Regions from separate parts of the Oryctolagus cuniculus genome. Here region 1 is linked to region 2. Evidence: chromatin contacts called from public Micro-C data. All regions are on one chromosome and are shown on one strand. The core of a region is the stretch at or near the end of the contact, and the rest is flanking DNA. Distances in the headings are between cores, read along the strand shown.

The links. Hi-C and Micro-C count contacts between places; a contact is called where the count stands out from the background.
Region 1: a contact with region 2 is called in a Micro-C map of ear pinna, with 5 times the contacts expected there. The contact joins the promoter of FAM241A here to the promoter of ALPK1 in region 2. A contact is called at or near these places in 2 of 6 Hi-C or Micro-C datasets (ear pinna and an unstated tissue).

The regions. Positions count from the first base shown.
Region 1 is chr8:52,822,017-52,828,479 of mOryCun1.1, reverse strand. It overlaps FAM241A (family with sequence similarity 241 member A), which reads left to right and starts at 2,617. Exons shown (of 2, transcript XM_002717099.5): 1 at 2,617-2,954. The coding sequence starts at 2,790.
Region 2 is chr8:52,686,037-52,692,511 of mOryCun1.1, reverse strand. ALPK1 (alpha kinase 1) reads left to right here and starts at 2,968. Exons shown (of 14, transcript XM_070047742.1): 1 at 2,968-3,243. It overlaps TIFA (TRAF interacting protein with forkhead associated domain), which reads right to left and starts at 4,860. Exons shown (of 2, transcript XM_051820092.2): 1 at 4,701-4,860.

The DNA.
Region 1 (6,463 bases), core at 1,368-3,867, 140 kb before region 2:
AAAATAATAAAAAATAAGATATGAAAGGTGTGAATGTTAAGAATTAAAAGTCCTTTCCACAACAGCAACTATACAAAGCACATTTGTACCACACGGGCCATTCCTTCAGTATGCATGTATTTCTTGCGACTTATTAATTCCTGGGAAAACACAAGGTAAATACCCTAATAAAACCACAACTAAACTATACACAATTTGAGACCTATGTGTTATGGTTGCCCAGGTAATAACAACCTTATATTTCCTATGGGAGACTGGCAGTGACAGCTTTATGTGTGTGTTATTCGTACTGTGCAGCAGAGTAAAAACAACAGCCCACCACTCCCCTAAGATGTGCCTGAGTTATCTGGGATGTAATCACAATAATGTCCCGTGTGTAAAACGCCATTAGATTTGTTTAAAGGTTGGTTCTGTAGCTCTGCAGGAAAAAAAAAAAAACAACTCTGAACAAAGAAACAAATGTTCTAAGAGAACTTCATTCCTCAATTGAAAGATAAACAACACTAAGAAAGGGTTCTGACTGGAGTCCTCGGTGGGGCTCAGAGGACTCTGGCCACTCCTTGGTGCAAGATCTTGGCATTTGTCAGGAGAGGCAACATCACATCCAAAAGATATTGAAATGAAAGCTGTTTGAGAGTGAGGATCTCGACTTGGGCCTACTGTCTAGTGGTGTGCAGTAAATACCTGTTGACACCTGAGCAAATACATTCTCGAAGAATCGAGAAGCAGCCTGAATCTACAGAAGAGCGGGTACTGTATTCTGGAACAAAGGACTTCTGTAGGACTCGTCACCTGAGAGGAGCCAGGCTAAGCTCTGCATTACTCTTTTTAGCTTGCGCCTCTCTCTGTATTCTGTGCTTTCTGCACTCCCACATACACAGGAGTTTCTCTTCACTCTTTAGCCTGATTGAAGAGTGAATAACTGTTTGACTTATTAACAGACACAAACCAAAAAGGGGGAGAACTTTGAAGGCTGCCTTACATGCACAGGATTGGCAATGAAGGACCAGCATTCTCTTGTCTACTGTATGTACCCCTAAAGTTTATGTGATAAGCAACAACACTACTAATATAGTCAAATCAAAATTTTGTCATCAGAGAAAAGGAAGGAGTTCCCTCAGGAACGTTTCTGAGTTCCTACATGACACTGGCTTCTGATTATACACACATAATCTTAAATACTCTCCTCTGACATTTGAAACATTTTTAAGAAAGGAATTAAATCCAACTAATTGCCTGTCTAACTTGAGAACAAAAAGCATATTTTCTAGTCCCTAGAGAGAGTGTGTGTGAGAGCAAGACATGTACTTAACAGACTTGAGAGTTTGCATATGAGAGCTTGCATGCGTACCACACAAATCATGTGCACACGAGAGCTTGTGTGCGTACAGGACACTGAGCTGCTCCTGATCAAACCCAGGAAACAGTTCTTTACATTAAGCCTAGGAATTCCAGCATATTTTAATTCCTCCTCTGGGCCTGAACACACTTTAATGGAAACCTCAAATAACTCATTCTTTTTCATACCATTGACACCCCAATATTTTATCTGTAGAATAAATCATCATTTTTTCTATATGCAGGTAGGAGAGACAGAAAAATCTGGCCTTTTATTTAAGCATCCCTCAATTTCCCTTTAACAAAATGGACAGAGTAGTAAGAAAAAGTCATTAACTGGATATTCCTCCCCTATCCCCTACTGAGACACGTTTTTGCTCATTTATAGAAATATACAGGGCTGGCGCCATGGCTCACTTGGTTAATCCTCCGCCTGCGGCGCCAGCATCCCATATGGGCTCCAGTTCTAGTCCCGGTTGCTCCTCTTCCAGTCCAGCTCTCTGCTGTGGCCTGGGAGGGCAGTGGAGGATGGCCCAAGTGCTTGGGCCCTGCACCCGCATGGGAGACCAGGAGGAAGCACCTGGCTCCTGGCTTTGGGATCAGCGCAGCTCCGGCCATGGCGGCCATTTGGGGGGTGAACCAGTGGAAGGAAGACCTTTCTCTCTGTCTGTCTCACTGTCTATAACACTACCTGTCAAATAAACAATACACACACACACACACACACACACACAAAGGCAGATACACCACCACATGATTCCTAGGTTCCAAAAAAAAGAACTGTGTATTCCTGGCAAATGATGGGCCGCTTCCAGACAGGCAGCCAGCAGCAAACTGGCACATTCCAAGGCCAGGCAAGCACAGAGACAGTGGCCGGAGAGAGCAGTGGAGTGTGTGTGCGTGTGTGTGTGCTCGTGCACGTGTTTCTCCTGCTTCTTTCACACACACCCACACACCCTTCTTCCTAACTCACAAACGCAGTCTCACATACACACAGTCTCACAAGTGTAGCTTTAGCTCTCACACTTGTCTCTAGGTGTCTCACGCACACAGGAGCTCACACACACTACCCATGTATTATGTATAGTCTCTCTCTCTCACTCACACACACACACACACACACACGCACAGCCTCTCTCACCGTCCACAATCTCCATCAGATATCTGTTCTGTGCACGCACGCTGCAGACTTTCTCTCTCCTCCGCCCCACACGCCCCCGTGGGCTCCGCCCCCACCTTGGCCCCGCCCACCGCAGGCTCCGCCCCGGCGGCCGCGGGCGGGGCGAGCCGGTGACAGGAGGGGCCGGGCTGGTTCTGTACTTCAGACGCGCAGGCCGGCCGGGCGCGTTTCGGAGGCTCCTGTCAGCCGCCTGCGCCGCGGATCCCGGGGTGACGGCCGCTGCGGGCGGCGTCGCGGCGTGGCCCCCGGGACGGCAGGAGTAGACGGCGGGATGTGCTCGGCCGGGGAGCTGCTGCGGGGCGGCGGCGGCGGCGGGGAGCGTGACGAGGACGGGGACGCCCTGGCGGAGCGGGCGGCGGCGGCAGCGGGGACCCAGCGGGAGCCCGGGGCGAGCCCGCGGCGGCTCGGGCGGCGGCCGCAGGCGGAGAGCGAGCAGGTGAGGCGGGGAGGGGCGGCGACGGCGCTGCCGGGCCGGGTCAGGAGCCCCACCCGGCGACGGAGGGAAGTGGCCGGGCCGCCTCTCGACTCTGCCCCGCGTGGGGCGCTGGTGGCCTCGGCATTCGGGCGGCCATCGGGAGGAGCGGTTGGACGGCGCGGCCGGGCGGGGTCGGGGGTCGCCGCCGTCGGACCGAGGGGTCCGGGCTGGCGCCGGGTTGCGGAAATGCCCTCCGTACGGCGGCTGCTTTCAAAGCCTCTCGCGCAAACACTTCTTTTTCGACTTGGTGTCCGCTCCCCCGAGCTGCGAGTGGGCCCTCTGCTCCGGTCCCGCCCTCCATCTTGCGGTGGGGACGCACGCCTCGCGGGGCCCTAAGGTGCGGGTGTTTCTCCCGCGGGCGGCCGCGCTGTGCCGCGTGCGCTGCAGCTGGCCCAACAGCACACGGCCCGACGGGGGCTGTCCCCGAGCAGGCGCTTCGCCGGAACCCAGATGACACCTGAGCTTCATTTACACAGTGAGAAAGCAAGAAATTGCTTTCTGTTAGCACCAAAGGGAAAGAAGTTTAAGGGGCCAGCCCCAGTAGGGGAAAAGGGAATTGGTTTTTGTTTTGTTTTTTAACTCTCCGAGTTTGATCTCATGAAATCTAGTGTGACAGTGGGCAGCTTATTTTAAAAACTGAGCTACACAGAGAATGGATTTTCACCAGCAAAGACTGTAATTAGATCTCCAAAAATACTCGAGATAAGTCATCTTTAGGATCACGCGAAGAGACGGGAATTCAAATGGTTGTTGGCCTTTCCTACAGCCTATATTGTTAAGACAATAATACCCGTCTCTTCTGGTCCTTCTCCATCTGTCCTTTTTGTCACGTTTCACAGACTCCAGTATCATCACTAAACGCCTTAATAGATAAAGCATAACTTCTATTATCGCAGTGTTACTTAGGAAGCAGAAATTGCTGTGTTGGGTACACAAAGTAGAGCTTCCTTAGCATTAGGTGTGATGGCCATGTGGAGTGTGTTTTTTGAAAATATATGTGTGACAGTATAAGAGATGGTGACTGAAGCAAATCATTGGTAACAGAGATCTTCCGGATTCCCTTCCTGGTGGTTTTCCCGCTAACTGTACCGTGACTCAATAACTAAAGGGCTCGGTTTCCTCTTACTTTAGTTTAGTTGCTCAACTGGAAAAGAGAAGAAAACTGCCACGGGAACTCCCTTGAGGGCAGGGGATGCATTTGTGCCCAAGTTGCCACAGTAAATTTTCAAATGGTTGTAAGGGAGCATCGTTATGATGATGGGGACTTCATCAGTAGTTCTGGTCTTACCAAAGTTGCTCACGGTACACAAGAAAAAGGATGAAACAAAAGAGTGAACCATGTTTCCTAGAAAATGGACTAAACTTTTGCATACCTGCTTCCGTCATTGCATGTCGTGGAAATTCCTTTTCTTGGGCTCCATTAGAAGAGTTATTTTTATAATTTTGGTTTATACCTTGTGGTTTATTTATGTACTGTAAACCTACATACAGTCATTGACAATCACACCTGAGATATGCATTGCTTAATGCATCAGCACCAAAGAAGAACTTCTTATCAAGAAGCCAAAAACAAGCAAAAATATTGCTTTTTAGATATATCATTTCTTTGCAATATTATCATGAAGTACTGCTTTCTAGCTTTTTGGTGGTCCTGTGAATGAAATTTAAAATTTTTGCACTGCCATTGACAATGGTGGAAATAACTTGAGATGTACAGATATTTGAGGCAGTGGTAAATGAAATTCGCAACTATAAAACAGATTCCAAGGAGTTGTTTCAGTTAGTTTTTCTTTGGGGGGAATTTTTTGGTAGTTCATTTTGTTTGTTTTGTTGGTTGTTTCAAGGACAAGGGCTCCAAATTACAAACTGAGTATTTTTGAAAAATTGGTTCTTGAGCTAGTGATTTAGAACTTACAGTGATTGTTTCTTTAGAAAAAATGATAGATCAGCAACAGAACCAAAACTAATTAGCTGGAAATGAGGTACAGACTGTCTTCCTGCTGTCCTTTCTGTTTAGCATGCTGCCTGGAATTCCAGAGTCTTCCAGTGGCCTCACGGATGTTAAGCTGAAATTGAAGGCAGCAGCTATCAGAGGCTCGCTCTTACCTGGATCAGGGCTGTGGTGATGTGGTCTTGAACAGTCACTCCAGAGGCACTTGCCTTCTGCTGCTCCAGTTCTTTAAATGATTTTGTCAGCACCGAATTTGTGTTAAACCCCTTTCTACTTCTATTTCCTTTACAGACTTTTGCACTTTCTTGATAATTTAATAGAGCAGAATTTTTCCTTGGGCTATTTCCAGGCCAAGGGCTCCTCCCTATACATCCTTTTGCTGAATTTTCTTTCTGTTCCTATTTTCTTTCCTATTCCTAATTCCCTTTCCTTAGCCTGGTCTTTTGCATAAGCTTTGATTATACAAAATCTATCTTTGGCTCACTGAAATTATAAAACCAGATAAAAATACATCCGTACTCTGGTATTTAATTCATGTAATACTAAAATACTAATATTAATATGTGTTTTATTGATAGCTAATATTTTATCAGCATCACTTTTTACTATTTGTCCTTAGGTACCACTGTGCTTGAGAAAAAGCTAAGGTTTCTCTATCCTTCTGTCCTGAATCTTTCCTGGTAGAATGACTGATAAAGGAGGCCGAGGTGAAATCAAGTATCCTAAGAAAGGAGGCCTTACAAGAAAGGAGCTGTGTCAGGTCTGAAGTAGGAGTCAGGCCCCTAAAGAAGATGAGCAGGGGGGAGAAGCAATTTCAGGGAATGCCCAGGGAACTGAAGGAACAGGACACAATCATTCCACAAATGTGGGAGTAATTGTATGAATGTGAGATGATCTACATGTGCACAGGTGGCTAAGTATAAGAGTCCACCCTGCTGAATAGCTAGTTGGAAGCCTAAACACCACCAGGCTTTATTATTTGTCTATAATATCAGTGGCATCTGCTTAGATGTGAGACACAGTGTTTAATTCACAACCTGAATAACCTTAAGATGGCACTGCTTACATAGAGCATAATGAGGTCCCATTATCTTTAGACGGCCATTATATTAGCTTGATGATTATGAAAGTCATGTGTACTTTTGAAAATTAGAAATAAAGATCAAAAGAAGAGAACAAAAGCATTTAAAATCTCCTCCAATAATATTTGGATATCAAACATTTGGTATTTCTGTATTCATATATCCCTGGATGTGTTATACATGTATGTATGGGCATGTATTTTAGCATGTTTTATTATAAATAAAATTTTGCGTTTTCTTTTATCTACTTGGAAGGTTGTGTAATTTTCTCTTATTAAAAAATTGTATGCAAAAAATATTTCTAGGGCTATCTGATAGTTCATTCTCCTAACAGTGCACATGGGATATGCTTCAAATTTTCTTTTTTTTAAAAAAAGATTTATTTACTTATTTGAAAGTCAGAGTTACACAGAGAGAGAAGGAGAGGCAGAGAGAGA
Region 2 (6,475 bases), core at 1,719-4,218:
CACTCTTCTCTGTTGCACTGTTGCTCTGATTTCAAATCACTGACTATGAGTAAGTAAACATTTTAAAGCCATGACATTCCAGATGTAAAGTAGCCTTTTTTGGTAACACCTAAATTTTGTTTTAATATGCTATACATAACCCATTAGCTTATAATCCAGTCTCTTGAGCAAATCCACCACCAAGAAAAGTATGCAACATAGGGCTCTTATGACTAGCACCAGGGAAGATATATTATCCACCATAACAGGAAAAACTGGCCTTCTGGGTTATAAGTCTGGGTCTAAGCATCTTGGCGTGAGCCAACTTTCAGGGCTGGATGAACCTCAAGGTTCACAACAGTGACCCCTTGCGGCAGACACTGAGATAGACCATATCACTCAACCAACCTATCCTTACCAGTTATGCGGCTTTCCATTGTCAGTCCACTCCACTGAAAACTATGTCAACACGAATGGTGACACGGACAGACACAGGACTGAGTGGAAGCTCCAAGCCGCTGCTTTAAGTAGTCACTCTACAGTTCTCTCTTCCAAGTAGCCACTTCCCTCTTATCCTTGCCACATCAGCAGTTCCCCAGATAGTGCAGCCTCGGTCCCAGAGGGAAGGGCCACAGGTAGACAGAAGACACACAATACAAGCAAGGAAATCAACATTTTTTCCCCGCCAGTCATTGCTATTTTTGAGGTCATTTGTCACCACACTCTAATGTAGCCAATCTGTTAACCCCCTGAGCCAAAACGTCTCTCTACTGAATGACCTGAGTCCCTTGCATTTCATAGTCATCAACAGAAAAGCCAGAAACCAATGAACAAGTAAAATAATAAGTTCGTGGATTTAAGATAAATCATTGGTGTTAAAGTTCTCAAAACAGCTTTTTGAAATGCCAGTCCTAAGTGATCAAAGAAACAGAAGTGCAATGCTGGGAGCGGGGTAACAGCGGTCACCTCCGGGGAGGGAACCTGGGGCCAGGAGCAGGCAGGAGGATGACTTGAACCACACCACCTGCACTAAGTACCCACTGCAACACTGAGCAAATCTGTCCTCTACAAAAACCGCAAGCCCTCTGACTTTTATGGATCGAAATGGAGCTGAAAATCCACCAGGCATCATTAAAGCGGTGAATTCTGATAGCTGACATCAAACAGTTGTAAAACACTCATGATGTCTGCCAATTAAAGGCACTACAGATACCAAGCCAAGCTCTACTATAAGGAACCTTATCACTGAACGTGTGAAAAAGAAAACATAGACACAGCGTTTGGGTGTCAGAAGAGAGTTAAGGCTTCCTGCTGGTTGGCAGGAACACCGCAGGCACTCCCCCGGGAATCTCCAAGCTGGAAAGGGAAGGGTAAGATCCGGAGGGAAGGCAGGCAGGAAAGAAGAGCCGCTAGGTGGAGAGGTGTCAGGTGCAAAAACCCCGCCTCCACCTCCAACCCCTGCCCCCGGCTCCAGAGCCCCTTACCCCAGGAGGCCGGCCACCCTCCCACCACCCTGCAAAGCCAGGGCAGAGACACCCCGGCTTGCAGACGGTGTTTGGTCTTCAAATGTCGTGAACAGAAAGCCGTGTAGGGAGAGTTTTGCTGACAGCAGCCAGGTGTGCGAGCACGTTACTAGAAAGTTTGGGGTCCCTGGGCAATCAGGCACGCCAACCACGCTTCTCACGCTTTAAGAGCCAGAGTCTCTTAAAAGGAACGTGACAGTTTACGACTACTAGATTTCCCAAAGGCGCCTGTAACCTCGGCGTCGGCTCTGGCCAACGCGTTAGTAGGGTATGTTACTCCTCTAAAGCTGCAATTTTACCTCCGGCCCGCCCCTCCCCGAGGTCCCCCTGCTGTCGGGGGTGACCGCAGATAGGAAAGGCTTTTCTCCCCGGACAAACGCCGGAGCCAGTCGGAGGGGAAGAGAAACGCGGCGCGCAGCGAGAGACAGTGCCGTCCCCGGGCCGTGCTCACGGCGCCCTGCGGCTCCGCAGACTCTGAGGACTCCCCGGCTAGCGGGGCAGCGCTGCGGGGCAGGGGCGCCGCCCACCGAGCACAGACCTGGCGAAAAAGAGTGATGAAGGCGCAACGCCGCGGGAGGGGAGCCCAGCGGGGTGCCTCGCCCCGCTTCTCCGCGGGGTTGGAGCGGGGTGGATGCTGGTTTCCAGAAAACCTGGGAAGTTTCTCTTCGCAACTTTGAAAGGCGGGGGAAGTCCCCAGAAACAATGGATTACTGTATTTTCCTACAGAGACGGACGGAAGCGGGCAGGCAAGGCCGGGACCAGTCCTCCGCGGAGGAACTTCTGGCGCGCACGCCGCTCCCCGCGCCGCATCCTTTCTGTAGTTCCCAGGTTAGGAGAACCTTGGTCCACAACAGGAAAGTACAAGGGAGACACCGGCCCCGCCACCCCAGCCACCGTCTCCAGTATTTCTCTGCGGCCCCCTCCTCCACCAACAGTCACCTGTTTCCTAGAGCTGGGATCACGCTACCGCTAACGACTTTCTCCAGCCTTTCCTCACTATCGGACGCTGCCGTCTTCGGGAGAGGAACACACGACAGCCCCCTGCCTCAGCCCCAGACCGTCACCCGGCAGGTACCTTGGGGCTCCAAGTCAGCGACCTTCCCGGAGCAGATTCGCTTTCCAGGCTCTGCACGAGGCTAGTGGAGATGCACCGTCCGCAGCGCCGCGTCCGCACTCGACTCGGCGGAAGCGCTCGCGGGCCCGGAGGCTGCTCCGGTACCAACCACAGGTGGGAGACGCGGAGCAGTGCGGGGCAGACAATGCGGTTGGGGGCGTAGGCAACCGCGGGCAGCCGTCCAGCTCGCGCGCGCTGTCTCCGCTCCGAGCGCCGCCTCCGGCCCGGGAGCGTCTGCGCGGGCCACGGCTGAGGCGCGAGGCTCGCAGGCTCCGCCCGCCCCCGAGGGCCCGCCCCCGGCCGCGCGGCCTGCCAGCCGCCGACGCCCTTTCCCGCCGGAAGCCCAGTCCCGGGCTTCTGCCTTTCTGACTTCTGTTGGCCGGGTTTGTTGCGCAGGTCGCCGACCCGGGCCGCACCTCCCCCAAAAGTGGCCTCTGGAGGGCCTGTGACTTGCGAGCTGGATGTTTGGCGAGAAGGGACCGGAAACACTTCAACTTTCCCGGGAACTAAATATTGCCCCGGCGAACATTTTTACTAACTTGCAGGTTTCCATGCTGATACAGACGTTTCTGTGCCAGTTCTGTATGCTCTGAACATATCAAAGCAAAAAGCATGAGGAAGCACAAGGTAGGCAGATTCTTGCACAGGCTACAGTTTTATCGTTAATCATCAACGTTTATTATTTCTTCTCAGCAGTAGGGACAGCCAGGGGGCCTTCTTCCAAGTGACCAACGGCAAAGGACGTGGAAGATAAGACCTGCAATTTTTGGTTATGCCAGTAAACTCTCACATTAAATAATATTAGCAGAACTGGACTATCTGATCTTCAATCATCAAAAATATTTTTTTAAAGATTTTATTTATTTATTTCAGAGAGAGCGTTACAGTGAGAGGAAGAGAAAGAGAAAAAGGTCTTCCTTCCGTTGGTTCATTCCCCAGGTGGCAGGGAGCTGCACCGATCTGAAGCAAGGAGCCAGGAGCCTCCTCCCGGTTTCCTACGCGGGTGCAGGGGCCCAAGCACTTTCCACTGCCTTTCCAGGCCATAGGAGAGAGCTGGATTGGAAGAGGAGCAGCTGGGACTAGAACCAGCGCCCCACAATCATCAAAATTAAGGCAAATCAGATGGAAAAATGCTTTACAAATTGCAAAGGACCATATACATAGATGTTGTTAATAAGCGTAGTAAAAAATTGCTAAAAAGTCACGACCAAGCTGGAGATTGCTCTTTCTCTGTTTCCCTTAAAAGTGCTGGCTTACTTGATTTCCTAAATGACCCTAGGGGACTGAAAGCTTGTAGTTCTATATTAAAATCTAATCTCAGTAACAATTGTCTCCTTCTGACATTCTTGTGCCCTGCATTTAGTCTGCCTTGTTCTTTTGATTTTTGTTGAGTCTCCTGCCTGCTTGCCAAAAGCTAGCATGCTTCAGGCCCATGTACAACTGAAAGCAGAGGCACCCTTTAGCTTTAAAGCATTGAACAAACTGGAAAATGCAACATACCACATACTGAAGTGAAAAGTCTGTGTTTGTGTTTTTAAATAATAATTTTTAAAAAGTTTAAAAAAAAAAAAAAACCTGCATCTTAAAATGGAAAGGAGGACACCCGTGGCTGTAGCTTGAGCTCACTTTCTGGTAGCTGCGGCAGGGACACCCACAGCATTCTTGACTTTCCAGCCTTTGTGACAACTGTCAGAAGGCCCTGAACATTTAAAAGCTTGAATAGGGCCAGAACCAAAAATAACTATGCCTGCTTCCTTCTGTAATTTCAACTTCCGCTTTTTCTGAATATCTCCAATGGAACGCGTACAAAAGAAGCAATGTTAAGTCACTCATCCCTAAATTAGGCAAAGCAATTTGTAATCTGTGCTTTATTGCTGTTTTTGGTTCTGTTACTTTTAAGTGAAGAGATTCTTTCATGGGTTTACTACAGACTTGACTTGTTTAAATTTTATTCCATGTCAAAGTTTAAACAAATAGAGTAGGGAGAGCTTTTAGAGAGAACCATGAATATCATTCTTGGAAAACTAGAATTCTTTTAAAAAAAAAAAGATTTATTTATTAGAAAGAGAGAGAGAGAGCTCTACCTTCCGTCCACCGGTTCACTCCCCAAGTGGCCACAGCACACTGAAGTCAGGAGCTTCATCCTTCTTTGCTTGGCAGGGACTCAGGTGATGGGGCAATGTTATGCTTTTCCCAGACCCTTATCAGGGAGCTGGAAGGGGAGGTGGAGCAGCTGGGACTTGAGCTGGCACGCCTATATTTGCAGGCAGTTTTCTGTTAAAGGAACAAAAAACATTAATTACGCAATAAAAGCCTTCTAGACATTTCTGTAAGGGGTTTTATAAACATCCTCATATCAGGCTATGATTTTTCTTAAAAGAAACAACATATTAGGTGTGGGGGCCCTTTGGCCAAAAGAACAGGCCTGAAGAAAGATAAGGAGCTGCCATGACAAAAATGCAGATAAGCATGTGCCTGCTGGCAGCCACTCTGGAAGCTCTCTGATTTGCAGGTTTGCTTTTGTTTTGTTTAGATGTGGTTGTGTCGTTTGGACAAACCCATCAGTTGGTCCTGAAGTGGCCTAGAAGTGTGACACTTTATCTTGTACTTAGAGCTGCGCAGAATTGCCAGTATCTTCTACATGAGACAGGGTATGGTAAACCTCCTTTCCTGTGAATTTCACGGACTTCAGGTAGCTTTTCAACTTGTTTATCTTCACCTCATAGATATTAAATGTGCTGGGTGAAGTCAGGGTTACACAAAGTAAGCTAAGTACTTTTGGGAAAAGAGTGAAAAGAAGCCTTCAGGGAATTAGATTCCGCAAAACTTGAGCTGGGACCTTTTACCAGTTCAAAACAGAATAAAACAGGCAAGGGACTGACTGATACAAAAAGGAAGAGTTTACTGAATTATCAGTAAACTTAATTTGAAAAATAACGTAAAAGGTACACAATCCAACATATTTAATTCTAGCTTGAAGCGATTTGAAATCTCCAAATTATATTGAGGTTAAAAAAAATTTGTCACAGCGCTGCTGTTCACTGGATAGTGTTCCATCAGTGTTTCCCCAGTGATCACACTCTCAACCGCATGATATGGATTGCATCATGGTTGTAATTAAGTTACTTCATAGTTTGAAACTACAAAAATATTTTTCCGGGGCCAGTGCTGTGGCACAACAGGTTAAAGCCCTGGCCTGAAGCGCCGGCATCCCATATGGGCGCCGGTTCGAGACCCGGCTGCTCCACTTCCAATCCAGCTCTCTGCTATGGCCTGGGAAAGCACTAGAAGATGGCCCAAGTCTTTGGGCCCCTGCACCCACATGGGAGACCCAGAAGAAGCTCCTGGCTCCTGGCTTCGGTTTGGCTCAGCTCTGGCCGTTGTGGACATCTGGGGAGTGAACCAGTGGATGGAAGACCCCTCTCTCTCTCTGTGTAGCTCTGACTTTCAAATAAATAAATAAATCTTTATAAAAAAATTTTTTTCCCTGAAAAGAATGTTAGGAACATTTTTTAGCTCCTTTCTTTAGCCCATTATCTGCTCCTTCCCAGAGCAGATTTACTTTCCAGGCTTAGCATGAGGCTAATGGAGACGCAGGGTCCCTGCACCTGCTCCATCCACAGCACTGCGTCTGCACCTGACTCGCCCGCAGACCTGGTGGCAATATTTATTTGGATAATCAGAATCCTTTTTTAAAATATTTATTTATTTATTTGAAAGAGCTACAGAGAGAGAGAGAGAGAGAGAGAGAGAGAAAGAGAGAGAGAGAGAGAGATTGTTGTTTGAATTAGAATAAAAAAGTAGGGGGCTGGTGTTTGGCACAGAGGCTATGTCATCATCTGAGACACCAGCATCCCCT